Linked DNA regions of Sus scrofa: region 1 is linked to region 2. A link is a contact called in public HiChIP or PLAC-seq data. All regions are on one chromosome and are shown on one strand. Each heading gives the region's core, a stretch centred on a gene start, on an enhancer-like site or on the middle of the called end of the contact. The rest is flanking DNA. Distances are from core to core; before and after follow the strand shown.

Region 1 (7,131 bases), core at 554-3,053, 140 kb before region 2:
GAACCTCCATATGCCGAGGGTTCGGCCATAAAAAGGCAAAAAAAAAAAAAAAAAAAAAAAAAAAAAAAAAAAAAGTTACAGAGGCGCCAGTTGGTAAGAAAAAGAAATGTTGAAAAAGCCAAAAGATTTCTTAACTCCAGGAGATCTACTGTGTTGGCTTGTTCTGTAATTCATCTTTAGTTATAAAGTCCTCAACCACAGATAAGGGAGATAGTGAAAAAATACTGAATATACGCCAGCAGGGGTATCTTTTCTTTGTTTCTTAGGAATCGGGTATCCACTATGAAAAGTATTTTATTCACATCAGAACTTGGAATTTGCATGACGGTGACCGTTGATACTGATTTACGTGCATTGATGGCCTGGGCCAGACGTTGAGGTTAGAAGATAATTTGGAAGGACAAGTTAAGGGGGGAGAATTGTATTTCCCACTCTGTCCCCCCCCAAAGGAATGTAAAAATATAAATATATTGAGTTTGCTGTGGAGGCAGCTGCCCATCGCAAGGCAAATTGGTTCTCCAGGCTCCGAGTCTCTCCCAGCCTTGGTTTTCCATCTCGATTTTAACTTCGGATCTCTGGCTTCCTTCCCGTATCCATTTCCCCCTTGGTTTGCTAGTGCGGAGACACCAGTGACAGCACTAAAAAGCTGAGAATGTGGTTCAAAGGCACAGAACAGAATAAGCAGGCACTGCTGTAGGTTTGTATGTAAAAATGTACGTTTCAGAAACCAGCCTTCGAAAATGCGGCTTTCAGGGCCCAAGAGTCAAATGCTGGCCAGCCAGTGCCCCTGGGTGTCCTTAGGAAGTCATGCTTCTGCACTGACCTAAGGGCCAGCAGGCAAGGCGCTGAAGGAGGAGGCTCAGGAGGAGGATGAAGAAATCAGATTGAAAAGGGAGGAGAGAAAACAACATGGAAGTGGTCAAGAGAAGCAGGACTGCGGGTGGGCTTTCCTGCCCAGGACGGAGCAGGAGGTTGCTCAGGTTTGCAGCAGAGCAAGGCTGAGGGATGCGGGCCTCCGCTCTCCCTGCTGGAGGGGGGACAGATAGTGGCAGGTCTTGCCTGCCCATCAGGCTGAACAGCCGGCTGGTGCTCAGGGGACTCGCAGGCCCTGTCTCCCCTGGGTAACAGCTGAGCTGTTGGGAACCGGTCCACGTGGAGGGACCTGCACCCAACTCGGGAAGCTTGCTGGAGCGAGGTGCAGGAGGTGCACCCCGAATTCCGACAGCTTGCCAGTGCCGGCAAGGACCTTCCTTTTGAGAATAGTTTGCCATAGTGAATTCTGAAATGGAATCAATGACCTCATGTCAAGGGGCTGCGGAAACCCTCCAAACGGGGGAAATTCCTTGGCTCTCTCCTCTTCAGTTTGGAGTGGCGTTTTAAAGCAACAGATCATTTTAGGCCTGGGTCTCAGCATGGCAAGAATAAACTCATAGTTGAGAGACATGAAAGCAATCATGTGGCTTTTGTTTATTTCCCTCAAATCGGGGTGTTTCGTAGCATTTAGAATGTAATGCTTGCAAGTTCTTTTCTTTTTTTGTTCCATTCTATCGTGATTCTCCATCTAGCTTAAGGAAAAAAAATTTTTTCTGCTGTCATGGCAACAGTGGAAGTGACGACTTGAATAAAATTATGTGACTGAAAAAAAAAAAAAAAAGCATGGGTGGTATAGGAGTTGCTGAGAATTGTATGCTTTTGCATTTAGGACACTTTTTCCCTTTTCTTATATTTAAAATGTGCAGTCTCTCCCCTCCAGTGCCTTCTCCCTCCGGTTGTCACATTGCTCTGGGGCTGGACAGGCCACCTCGGCTTGGTCCTGACGGTGGCACACTTATTTGACTAGTGCAGCCCGAGGCCTTCCGAGCCTTCCTTGTGGTTCCTGAGGAGCCTTTGTTTACCAGCAGGATTCTTCCCAGCTTCAAGAAGAATTTGATTCTGAATCCTAAGCTCTTCCCAGAAACAAACTGGAAACCGTTTGAGGAAAACTTGCCTTTGCCTCAAAGGCAGCGTGCGGTGCCTTGGGAGCGCGCCCTGCGTCCCTCCTGGTTTGGCCTCTCCTGGGTGGCATCCCCTCAGTCACAGGGACTTCCTCCAGCCGCCACCAGAGGGCCTCAGTCCTGCGCGGGAGAAACTGCCTTGGCCTTAGAGGGGAGTGGACTCTCCCCATCAGTTCTCAGTTAGGGCCTCTGAGGCCTCATCTGCAGACCCCAGGCTGCTTCACTTGGGCCAGCTGATTTTCCTTTCCAATTTTGAACCGGTTCCTAGGAGTGTCTCAGTAGCTGGGACCACCTGTATGCATCAGATTTGGATTGGATATACACTTTCATTTGCATATTAATGACGTAAACCCTAGACCTGAGCGTCCATATTTTGTTTTCTTCTTGGGTTGCATGTCCCTTTGAGAGTTCACATCTCTTTTGTCAGGAAGGTGGTGGGTATGGTTGGAAGCTCCCAGCTTGCCCTCTCACTGGCCGTGTGAACCTGGGCAGGCCGTTTCTCTCCAGGGTTGCAATGGACTAAGTTGTGTTGGATCATTATAGCTAGAAAATTCGGTGCATCTGTAACTGGATGTGTTTCTCATTCCACAAGGAAGGCACGGGAGACCTTCCGAATGGCCACTTGCTATCTGGTAGCCTTCCCTGAGTTATAACATTGGGATTTGAAACTACCCCCTCCAGGCCTAATTTCCACCCTGTTTGAACAACCCTTTAAACTGGGTCTCCAACGACATGGTCCCAGTCCTACCCTTACTGCATACGGTTGAAAATGCCATGCTTTTAGTACATAGTAGGCGCTTAAGCTGCGATCCTGGAGTGACATCAGCCCAGTCCTTCCTCCCCTCCCTTTTCCAGCCGTAGCTGTTTCCTTCGCCTCATGTTCCCTAAGAGAACTGAGCTTCAGTCCAAAGCCAGTGAACACGGATGCCGTAAAAACAAATGCAGGGGAGAGCAGCAGAGATCGCGCGTCCCAGAGCCTGTTACCTAATTTTGATTCATGTCCCCTTTGGTGCTGCCCGGAGTCCTGAGCCCAAGCTTCTCTTTTTATGCCACCGTAAAGCTTCTGATCTGATATCATCTGCTATGTGTGGGTGAGAGGAATATGGGCGTATTTCTGTAGCTCTGCCAGCAAAGCGTTCCCTTCAAGTTCTGGGGCTGTTCTTGTGAATGAGAGTCCTGGGATGTCATGTAGGTATAAGATACGAAGTAATAGCCCTTGTGAGTGCTCGTAACATACAGAACCCACATTCAGTTTGATTTAATACTTTCGTGCCATTTAAAATGTCATCCAAGAAGAGAGCCGAATATCTAGAGCATCTGCCACAGCCCGCAGAGGCTGGTGGCCAGCTCTGCACCGGCTGACCCGCTCTGTGGCTTTTGGGAAAGATGAGATATGTTCTAATGAGCGGGTTATAAATATCACTGGGTTATGTCATAGGAGGTGGCAGCGCTCGATGTAAAGGGACCTGCTGGGCCGGGCACAGCCTTCAGAGGGGGCAGACAACAAGTAGGATCTGGGCGCATGGACCAGGATTTACTCAAGATTTATTTGTCCCTTAAGGAAACATGTCAGCAGCCATGCCTCTGTGACGTGTGTGGGCGACGAGATGGGATGTGCTGACCCCACTCGGCCAGGGCTCCCCACCCCCGGCTGCACACTCCCCGAGGGAGGGGCTGGGACCCTCTGCTGCTTCCCCTGAGGGCTTGGTTGGGGTAGGAGGTGCTGATGGATTCACTGGGATGTGATGTCTCTTTTCAAAGATGCAGAACAGGTGCTTGGTGGAGCCCCTCATTCTTCATACTTTTTACCATTGTCTTGCCCACTAAAATTGCAGGTTATAAGATGCCTTTACCACATTACACTCAGTGCCTCGTTGATAGTTCTGTACCCTTTTGCCACTGAAAAGATAGAATTCATTACCCCTCAGCAGAGCAGAGAAACTACTGAGCAACTGTAAAATGGAAGAGGGACTCTTGAAAGATATCTTGCTTTTTTTTTTTTTGCCTCCAGTATGATTTTCCAATATTTATTTTCTTGAAAAAAATTTGATGGTGGAATCACCAAAGACCATCAATCCTAGGTCAGATTTTTCTGAGTTGAACAAAGATGCACAGACATGCACTGCACAATTGTTTGCTTAAAATCCAGCCAACAGCTTTTATGTAGACAAAATGCATTGAAATATGTGTATGAAATATTGAATATTAACACACACCAGATGGAAACCCTGTCAAATTCTGTGTGCACACAGGAACTTGACAAGAGGAGTCGGGAGATTTAGAGAGATCCTCAGAGCAGTCGAAACAAGAACAACCCAAAACCTGAGAATGGTAAGTGGGACTAGGGACTTGGTTGAGACCCAAAGGCTCTTCAGGTGTCTCCTCTCCCTCCCATATGTGCATTATAAAGTATATGTCATTTACCATGCTGTGTTCTATAGTATATATGTTACACCCTATAAATTATGTCTCCATGAAGCATAAATATGTGTAGATCAATCAATCAATCTATCTATCTACCTCTCTCTCCATCTCCTACATACATACCATACAGTCACCCATTTAAAGTCATTGGATTTTAGTTGTCACAGAATTGTTCGGCCATCACTAATATTTCATTTCAGCGCTGTCTCCTCACCCCCCTCCCCAAATCTCCATGCCCATTAGTAGTCAATTCCCATTTTCTCCTTTCCCAAGCCTCTGGCAACTGTAAACTTACTTCCTGCTTCTATAGATTTGCCTATTTGGATATTTCATAAAATGGATTTGTACATTATGCGACCTTTTTGTGACTGGCTTCCTTCACTTGGCACCATGTTTTCAAGGTTCGTCCATGTTGGACCCTGTATCTGTCCTTCATTCCTTTTCACAGCAGCATGATATTCCATTGTGTGGCCAGACATTTGCCTCATTCGGTTGTCTGTCAATAGACCTTTGGATGGTCTCCACTCTTTGGCTATTATGAATAAGGCTGCTATGAACATTCTTATGCAAGTTTTAATGTATATACATGTGCTCATCCTTGGGTATACGCCTAGGCGCGGAATTGCTAGCTCATTTGGTAACTCCATGTTTAACATTTGGAGGAGCTGCCAGACTAGTTTCCAAATTAGTTGCAGTTCCAAGTCATTTTACATTCCCACCAGAAGTTATGAAAGTTCCACTTTTCCCACACCCTCAACAACGCTTGTTATTATCTGTCTTTTTAGTTACAGCCATCCTCGTGGGTGTGAAGTGCTGTCTCATTGTGGTTTGGATTTACATTTGGTCAACATCTGTTCAATTGCTTCTTGGTAATACTGTCTCCTGAAACATGAGAAATGCATCCTGTATGGCAGTTAAAATGTAAGCCCTCCTGATGCCAGTGAGGTAAAGGAAGGGCTTACATTTCAAAACCCAGACAGAGCAAAGTAGGTCAGATCTTGAGAGGTTCCTGGTTGTTTGCTATTGACTACAAAACTCAGAATAGGAAAGTTAGTTAAATAAACCGGTTAATCAGCAGCCTGGCACTCCTGTTGACTCAGAGTTCTCTCTCTTCTCTTTCCTTTTAATAATTTCACTTTCTTTCTTTTTTTTTTTTTTCCACTTTTAGGACTGTGCCGTGGCATGTAGAAGTTCTCAGGCTAGGAGTTGAATTGGAGCTATAGCTGCTGGCCTGCACCACAACCACAGCAACACAGGATCCGAGTCGCACCTGTGACCTACACCACAGCTCACAGCAACGCCAGATCCCTAATGCACTGAGCGAGGCCAGGGATGGAACCCACATCTTCACAGATACTAGTCGGATTTGTTAACTGCTGAGCCACAACAGGAACTCCTAATCTTTTCACTTTCTTGTCTTGGAGGCTCATTAATTATTCCTCAGTAGTTTACCCTTCAGAGCCAGAGTCATTGAGGGTTTGGGTGAAGGCCTGGTGCTGCTAGACGTTAAGCGTCCCAGGTCGCAGTCGATGGGGCAGCCCCGCCTGAGATCACAGTTTCCTTTGTCTTTTGTCATCTGTGCTGTTGTCCTCCATTACCCCGAATCCTTTAAGTGCTCTGAGGGAATGTTCAGTGGGGCAAGGCTAAGAGATTCCCGCCGTGGGAATGGGGCTGTATCTTCATTTTGGTGTCTCCAGAGTTTAGGATGAGGACGTTCTGCTCATGGGGCCCGATGGCTAAGTCATAGGCTATCCTAGAATCATGGGGGTAAGACATGACAGGCGACCTCCCGCACACACCCCACCAAGATTTCACTCAGATTTTGATATTTATTGATGTATTGATGTGATTTATGGGACCCTAAGAAGTAAAAAACAAAACATTTTGATCGGCACAGTTCTTTAATAAAACACTGCAAAAATAGGGATTAAAATTGTTGCCAAATATGTCTTCTCCCAAGTTGACCTACTCCCAACACCCATAAAACGTTTCAACTGGTAGGTATGAAGGATTTCTTCTTCTAAGATTTGAAAGCACAATGAAAGTAACTGGTTATATGGGCAAGTGTTCTTAAAAATGTTTTAAAAGCACATTTAAAAAGCCAATCTTCCAAAATTTCTTAAACACAGACTCTCAAAAAATATATATTTCATTAAAGAAATGAGGGGTCTTTCCTCATTAAAAGGTGTGAGTGCATTGAATTATGGTGCAATCTGCCTGCTGCTTATACCAACATTATTTTTCAGAGTAAGAGAATATCTCCCAATATTGTCTAAGGTTTACGATTTTCAAATCAATGTATTTTAACTTAAAAAAAAAAAATCCTATGAGAAGTTCCCGCTGTGGTGCAACAGTATAGGCAGTGTCTCTGCAGTGCTAGGATGCAGGTTTGATCCTTAGTTCAGCACAGTGGCTTAAAGGATCTGGTGTTGCTGCAGCTGTGGTGTAGGTTGCAACTGTGGCTTGGATCTGATCCCTGACCCCGGAACTCTATATGCCTCAGGATGGCCAAAAAAGAAAAAAAAAAAAAAAAAAAAAATCCAGGGTGGCAGGATTCTGAATAGGGATAAGTTAGGAAGGTAGAGAAGTCTCTCTCTCTCTTTTTTTTTTTTTTTTTTTGGGGGGGTCTTTTCCCTGAGAAATCCAGTGAAGAGGCTTTTGAAGAAACTGTGTGTGGACTAAAGCTTCCCCTGGACATTTTCAGTGTTATCTA
Region 2 (6,889 bases), core at 1,641-4,140:
CTCAGTCATTAGTAGTAATGATAATCTCATAATCATAATACGGGAGGTTTAGTACACTGAGCACTTTACAGACTCACTTTGGCCTCTCTGCTCCCCTATAAACTGGCCCTTGTCCCCATGAGACAGCTAAAACACCTGAGGCCCCAAGGGAGTTTTCTAAGTCCTGGTGGAGCTAGGATTCAAACCCAGTTCTGGGGCGCCTAGGGCCCATGCTCTTAACCTCCCCTCTGCCCTCCCCCTGCCCCCAGTGGGTCCCTCTAGCAGGGACCACGGCTCACACAGCCTGTGTCCTTATCCCCTGATGCACCCCCAGCAGCCAGCACCTCCACAGCTCAGGCCACAGCCAGCTCAGCAGCCCCATCATGGTCCCAGAGAGTGACAAGCTGGGGAGAGGGGCTTTCCTTTAGCTGCCGTCACAATCCCAGGGTCCTGATGACAGAAATTCCACCAGGAGGAGGTGGCTTAACTGTCTTTGTCCCCAGCCTCCTTGAATGGTCCCAGCAGCTCAGGTGCAGACCAGCCTTGGGCAAGGCTGCAGATCTGGTCATCAGCCCCCATCCAGGACGGGGCCCCTGGCTCCCAGGTGTGGGGGAAATCTTTCACCCTCTCCAAGGCATGCTGTGGGGGCACGAGCACGGGCCCAGGCTGGGCAGACCTGGATTTGGTCAGTGGTGGCTCTACACGGAGTCATTTCTTAGATATCTGATGTCTGTCGCTTCTTCGTTCTGCCCTAATCACTGTCTCCCCGGCTCAGCACCAGGCCTGGCGGTGCAGATAGCACCCCCGCTCACCCAGTCCCCACCTGCCAGGCACTCACAGCAAAGCCTAGTGGGGGAGCAGCCATGGAGCTCAGCCACCTGACTAGTACCTGGGACATGGGACAGTTATGAAAGCACTTTGCAAACATTGGTTATAATCCTTTAGGCACTAAAGATTCGTAGGCCCTGATGGATCCAAGCATTCATCCTGCCAGGTTCATTTGTGTTTGGGGAGGAGCCTCCTGACAACGCTGCCCCAGGGCCCCCATCCCGCCCCCACCCTGCCATGGTGGGATGGTGGAGTTTCCAAGCCAGGATGGAATGGGAAGCTCTGTAGGTGCTCCAGTCCCACCCCTGATGTCAGACTTCCTCCCCAACCCTGGTGGGGCCCAGCAGACCTCTGCCAAACCCAGGCCAGCTCTGATACAGCAATGGCCCTGTGGGAGCAGTGCCCGCGGGGCGGGGTCTGCACAGCAACAGGGCCGGGGAAGCGCGGGAGAATTGTTCATCTCTATCCTGCTGTTTGATTCCAAAGCCCTCAGCCTGGGAAAAAGCAACAGCCTCATGGAGAAAGACTGCTGGCTTGCAGCCCGACCAGGGCTGGGCCACGTGACCTCTTTTTCAGTGGTAGCTCAGCTTTGGGAAGGATGTTTTCTTGCTGAGATGTTATCTGCCTGTACTTGAACTTCTAGGGGGACAAGCAGGGGTTGATGACACATGCCCTTGAACCCAGCAGAGGGCTGACTTGGCACCTGGGACGAGCACCCCACGCGTGTCTACAATCCCCAAGGGGCTTTGGTCCTGCAGGCCTGCTATTGGTCTCCTGGGAACATAGACACAGGTGCTTCCCAGAGCCAGAGCTGCAGCAGGAAGTCTGCCCTGAGCCCTGGGGCCTGTACGGGCCTCTGCCCAGACGCCCTCAGCATGTGGCAAGGTGTTTAGTCCTTGGGCAGCAATTTACACACACACACACACACAAACATGAATAAGGAAGTTGCTAATTGTCCTCAAACTAGCCAAGTCCATTTTGTTTCGTTTGAAAGAACAGGTTTAATTTAATCCCTTATTTCCAATTTGGTGCATCACCAAGATCTTATTTGTACAAAACACCTGATTACAATAATTACAAGCCTGGGAAGCTGTCTTCATTTGTGTCTGAAGAAAGGGACTAATGAGTTACCCCCTCAGCAGTTCCATCTCCTCGGAAGCCCAGCCCAGCTGGTCCTCTCTGCCGGCGGCTCCAGAAGCAGCAGGGCTGGCAGAGGCGAGGCCTGTTTGCACAGCATCTCCAAGAGAAGGAGAGAGGGCCTGGGGCTAGGGGCATGGACTGCAGCGATCACGCCTCGGCTCTGCCACTTACACCCTGTGGGGGTGTTGTAGGCAGGTGCCAGCGTTATCCGCTGTCACCCTGACGCGCAGAGGCGAGTGAGAGTCAAGTGGAATCTTGGCGGCCAAGGCCTAGCCCAGTGCCTGGCACCCAGCTTGCTAGGGTCGACCCCGAGCTTTGAGAACAGGACTGCTTCTTGCCCACATCTGTGTCCCCACACGTGGCTGGGGTCTGGCAGGGGAGAGGAGAGGGGACAGGTTATCATGGTAATGAAATATGTTAGTCATCAAAATCTCCTGCCAGCTTGAGGGCTGGAGGTGGGAGCTGTGTGCCTCTGGGTAGTGCTGCCTAGGGGGTGGTGGTATGGCCTGGGCTTTGGGGGTGGAATGGGGATGCTCGGGGCTTTGGGGGAATGGGCTAGAGCTCCAGCAGGTGGGACCAGGCTGGGCCTGACTCAGGTTGGGATGTGGAAGGGGCTGGGAGGCTGCATGCTGCAGAAATACCTGGGGTGACCAGTCAGCCTGGACGAACCACGAGGTCTGTACAGGGAGAATGCTGGAACCAGCTGGTGGAGAGAACAGGAGTTAAGCCTTTGATCTCTGGACAAGAGAGGAAGCAGGGCCTGAAGAATGAAAAGGGCATCAAAGTTCTAGCTCATAAGAGCACATCAAAGCCAGGGACAGCCTCACAACGTAGAGGGGCTTGGGAGGTAGTCGGTCCTGCCGGCCAGGCCCCAGCCTACCTCTGGCCAACCCACCAGCAATGCAGGCACCAAGCAATGACTCAGACCCCAGCTGGAGCTGGTTCTGGTTGGTCTCACTGTGCGGCTGATTTCTGAGCTGCTCTTGGCTCACTGGGGCACTGGGCAGAGGCCAATTTTTCATTCCCTTGCCAAGCCTGAGCTGGCAGCCCCTGGCAAGTCTGAGATGTCTCTCCGAGCTGCTCCAGCTTTAGGAATTAATTCCACTAAACAGATTGCTCAGGAAGCTTCAAGGTCATCTGGAAATGGTAGCCTGTTCCTATGTTCAGAATCTGAGTCCAGGGATGGGCTGGAAATTTCCAAGCCCACAAGAACCCTAGAACTCTAGAGAATCGCAGAGACTCCCCGCTGCCCAGCGCTGAGGGCGATGGCTCAGGTTAGCCCAGTGGCTGGTTCCTGCAGGCGTTTTATGGGGTGCGCTTGCCCCTACCATGTATCCTGGCTTGGGCCCCCCCACCACCCCCCGATAGGGTAGACTCAGCAGCCTGCCGTTTTCTAAACAAAACTCCCAGCAAAAGAACTGGTGTCCTTGTTCCCACTCCAGCAGGGTGGAAACAGGTCATTGCTTCTGAGAACAGTGACCTCCAGGCCTTGCTGAGCCCAGGCCCTGGGCCTCCTCAGCCTCCACACCTTGTTGGTCTACTTTCTGGCTAATAAGATCCCCTCCCCAGTCCTTTGGTGTCTGCAATAATCATTCCAAGCCTCAAGATCACAACCAGGGAGTTCCCGCTGTAGTTCAGTGGGTTAAGAATCCGGCTGCAGTGGCTCAGGTCGCTACAGACGCATGGGTTCAATCCCCGGTTCTGTGCAGTGGATTAAAAAATCCAGCATCGCCACAGCTGTGGCTTGGATTCGATCCATGGCCCAGGAACTTCCATGTGCCAAAGGTGCGGCCATTAAAAAAAAAAAGATCACAGCCAGCCCATGGGCCACCCAAGAGAGGTAAGGAGCCTCCCAGTCCTTGAGGGACGATACAGGATGCTTCCAACAAGCTGTGCCCTGGAGAGAAGCCACCTCCCCATTCATAACCGGAGGAAGGAGCACCAGAGCCAGCCATCAGCGTTGGGGGAAATGGAAGGGAGAGACAGCCTGGCAGGTGCCCGTTTGTTTTAGCTCAAATGTAATTGGGTTAGTGCCTGAGGGGCACCGGGCTTGTGTCTTAAAGCGACAGAGGCAGCAGCGAGCAGGTGAGAAGCCACAGTGGGGAGGAGGGGCTTTGGCCTCGGGCAGAGCTAGGCTGGCCTGCAGCTCCATACTCATGCGCCCTGTGACCTTGGGCAGGGCACTTGGCCTTTCAGAACCTGTCTCCTTCTATCTAAAGCAGTGGTGTTGTGAGAGGAGCCAAGGACAAGTGCCTCGCATGGTGCCCGATGGGGAAACCACACTGTGTTGGGGAAGGAACAGAGTGGAGCAGAGCGGCAGAGCCAGTGAGACCTGTTATATTCCCCATCTCCACGCCTCTTGCTGGCTTGCCTGGTGGCTTGTCCCCATCACCCTTGGCCAAACACACAGTCTGTGTCTCCCTGCCTGCTAGAGCCACTCAAAAAAGATGTGTGTATTCAGTGACTTTTTTTCTCTTTTTTTGCCTGCCCTGCAGCATATGGAATTACAAGCCGTAGCTGTGACCTAAGCCGAAGCTGCTGCAACACCAGATCCCTAACCCACTGTACTGGGCCAGGGATCAAACCTGTGTCCCAGGGTTCTCTAGATGCCACTGATCCCATTGTGCCACAGTAGGAGCTCCTGTATTCAGTAATTTCATGGACTGAGAAAGGCTTGTCTTGAAAGAACACGACGGGGCTCCCGTAACCTTTAAATGCTAACATTTGCTGCTGTTACCCCGACCCCCCTCCCTACTTTCATATCTCTGTTGGCTAAATTGGAATTTCTAGAATGAGCGCAAGCTGATAACCTCCCCTGGAAGAGAGGAGCGGGGAGCTCAGTAGCCCTCAGGTCCTGGGAAAGTGGCCTCCATTCTTCCCACCTGACCTCTGAGGTTGGGAGGCCAGGGTGTCAAGCGGTGGGGTTTTCTGTGAAGGAGGGCGGGAGTGGGGGCAGCGCCCCGAGGGGAGATGGACGTGATTATGCACCACCCCACCCTGCACCCCACACACAGACCGACTTCCAGGGGGCCCTAAGAGTTGGGAGACACGGGTTCTGGCCCAGCTCTGCCGTAGCCAGCTGAGGCCCGGGCCAGAAACCAAGCCATCAGGAGCCCTGGCTTCCTCGCCTGCAGAATGCGAGTAGGAAGACCCAGAGCAAGTCCATTTCCAAGCACATAATAGGGCTTTTTCTCTGCAGCCATAAAAGCGGGCCTTGCACACAGATGCTCACATGTCCTGGCCACGCCCATGTGCAATTGCTCTGGAGTCACTTAGAGTCACAAGCACTGCTAGCACTTACGGCTGTACTAATGTTCCTCGGTGCCAGGAAGCCCGGGTCCCTGCTGAATGTCGGCCCCTGTGCTCAACACACAGCTCCCTTGTCCCCTCCTGGTGGGGAGGGAGCAGGAGAGAGCTGTGAGCAGAAAACCACGTGCAGATGGCGGCTTCGTGTGCAATCAGGTAGGGAGGGGCTTTCAGGGGGGTCCCTGCGCACCTGCCCCTGACCAGCCGGGGAAGGCAGCTGAGACCCAGCAGTTCTCACTGGAGAACGGGAAGGCCTTGCAGCCTGAGGAGAGCAAATTCCAGGAGCCAAGGTAAAGTCCTAATTGCGAGCACTGGCTTCTGCTCCCTCTCTTGTTCCGAAGCTTTAGGAAGGGAGCCACCCTCCTACCTGGCCAATAAATACATACATAACCGAAACTCAATACATTCAACTTAAAAGCTAAAAACGTTTGTTCACAGAAAAAAAAAAAAAAAATCTCCAGAGAGTTCCCGCTGTGGTTCAGCAGGTTAAGAACCTGACTAGTATCCATGAGGATACGGATTCGATCCCTGGCCTCACTCAGTGGGTTAAGGATCCAGCATTGCTGCAAACTGTGACACAGATCCCAAGGTGACGAGGCTGTGGTGTAGGCCAGCAGCTGCAGCTCTGATTCAGCCCCTAGCCTGGGAACTTCCATATGCCTCAGGCTCAGCCCTTAAAAAGAAAAGGAGAAAAGGAAGGAAGGAAAGAGGGAAGGAAGGGGGAAAAAAAATCTCAAAGTCAAAAATGGGCTAGACAGTTATAACAGATGAATGTCTTCTAATTCTAAATATTTAACCTCAATTGTTATTGAAGAAATGCAGGTTTCAACAAGGAGGGACAACTTGTGATGACAAAATTTCTAAAAATAAAGAGTAATGATGGAGGGGTGTGGAAAGGAGGACTGACCACTGAAACTTTGTAAATGGCTAAAACGTGATACGGCCTTTTGGGGATATAATTTGCAAGCTATTTGGAGAGACTTAAAGCATCTTATCCTCTGACCTAAGCATGCCACTTGGGGGAAATTTGCCCTAAAGGAAGAATCACTCCAGATGGCTGTCAGGCTGGTTCTGCTGAGCCCGTCCAGGGCCTCTGAGAATCCCGAAAGGGACCCCGGGCCCCTCCCCCATTGTTCTAGCCCAGTAGTTCCTTTTTGTCTATTTGTGACCACAATATGTGAGTGTTCTCACTAAGATTCCATGTAGCCAAAGATTTCCAGGACAATAAAAAAGCTTTGAGATCCATTCATCGAAAAGCATGAAGAGAGTTCCCTGGTGGCTCAGTGGGTTAAGGATTCAGCATTGTCACTGCTGGGGTGCCATTCCATCCCTGGCCTGGGAACTTCTGCATGCCGTGGGTGCAACCAGAAAAAAAAAAAAAAGAGAAAAAAAAAAGCATGAAGAGATGCTATCTGGAAAATGTTCATCACGGCGTGCTTTGTAACAGCAAAGAGACTGGGTCTAACCTGAATGTCTCCCCCGTGAGGGGAGACTTGATAAATGAGAGTGCATCTGCTGGGTGAAAGTACAACACAACACGGGAGTTCCCTTCGTGGCGCAGTGGTTAACGAATCCGACTAGGAACCGTGAGGTTTCTGGTTCGATCCCTGGCCTCGCTCAGTGGGTTAAGGATCCA

Evidence for each region. HiChIP or PLAC-seq counts read pairs in DNA pulled down with a chosen protein or histone mark.
Region 1: a contact with region 2 is called in an H3K27ac HiChIP or PLAC-seq map of skeletal muscle. The contact joins two enhancer-like sites. A contact is called at or near these places in 1 of 47 Hi-C or Micro-C datasets (skeletal muscle) and 2 of 2 datasets of contacts at active chromatin or transcription factors (alveolar macrophages and skeletal muscle).

What each region holds. Positions count from the first base shown.
Region 1 is chr7:112,408,638-112,415,768 of Sscrofa11.1, reverse strand. It overlaps TTC7B (tetratricopeptide repeat protein 7B), which reads left to right. Exons shown (of 20, transcript XM_021099609.1): 6 at 4,247-4,325. Among named protein-coding and RNA genes, the nearest start is that of TTC7B, 110 kb to the left of the region's middle. Within about 2 kb of position 1,803, at least 12 of the 83 cell types and tissues checked have an H3K27ac peak or open chromatin away from gene starts, as enhancers often do. A contact at or near this core is called in skeletal muscle, where this site is marked.
Region 2 is chr7:112,272,347-112,279,235 of Sscrofa11.1, reverse strand. All of the region lies in intron 19 of TTC7B (tetratricopeptide repeat protein 7B), which reads left to right. Among named protein-coding and RNA genes, the nearest start is that of CALM1, 110 kb to the right of the region's middle. Within about 2 kb of position 2,890, at least 33 of the 83 cell types and tissues checked have an H3K27ac peak or open chromatin away from gene starts, as enhancers often do. A contact at or near this core is called in skeletal muscle, where this site is marked.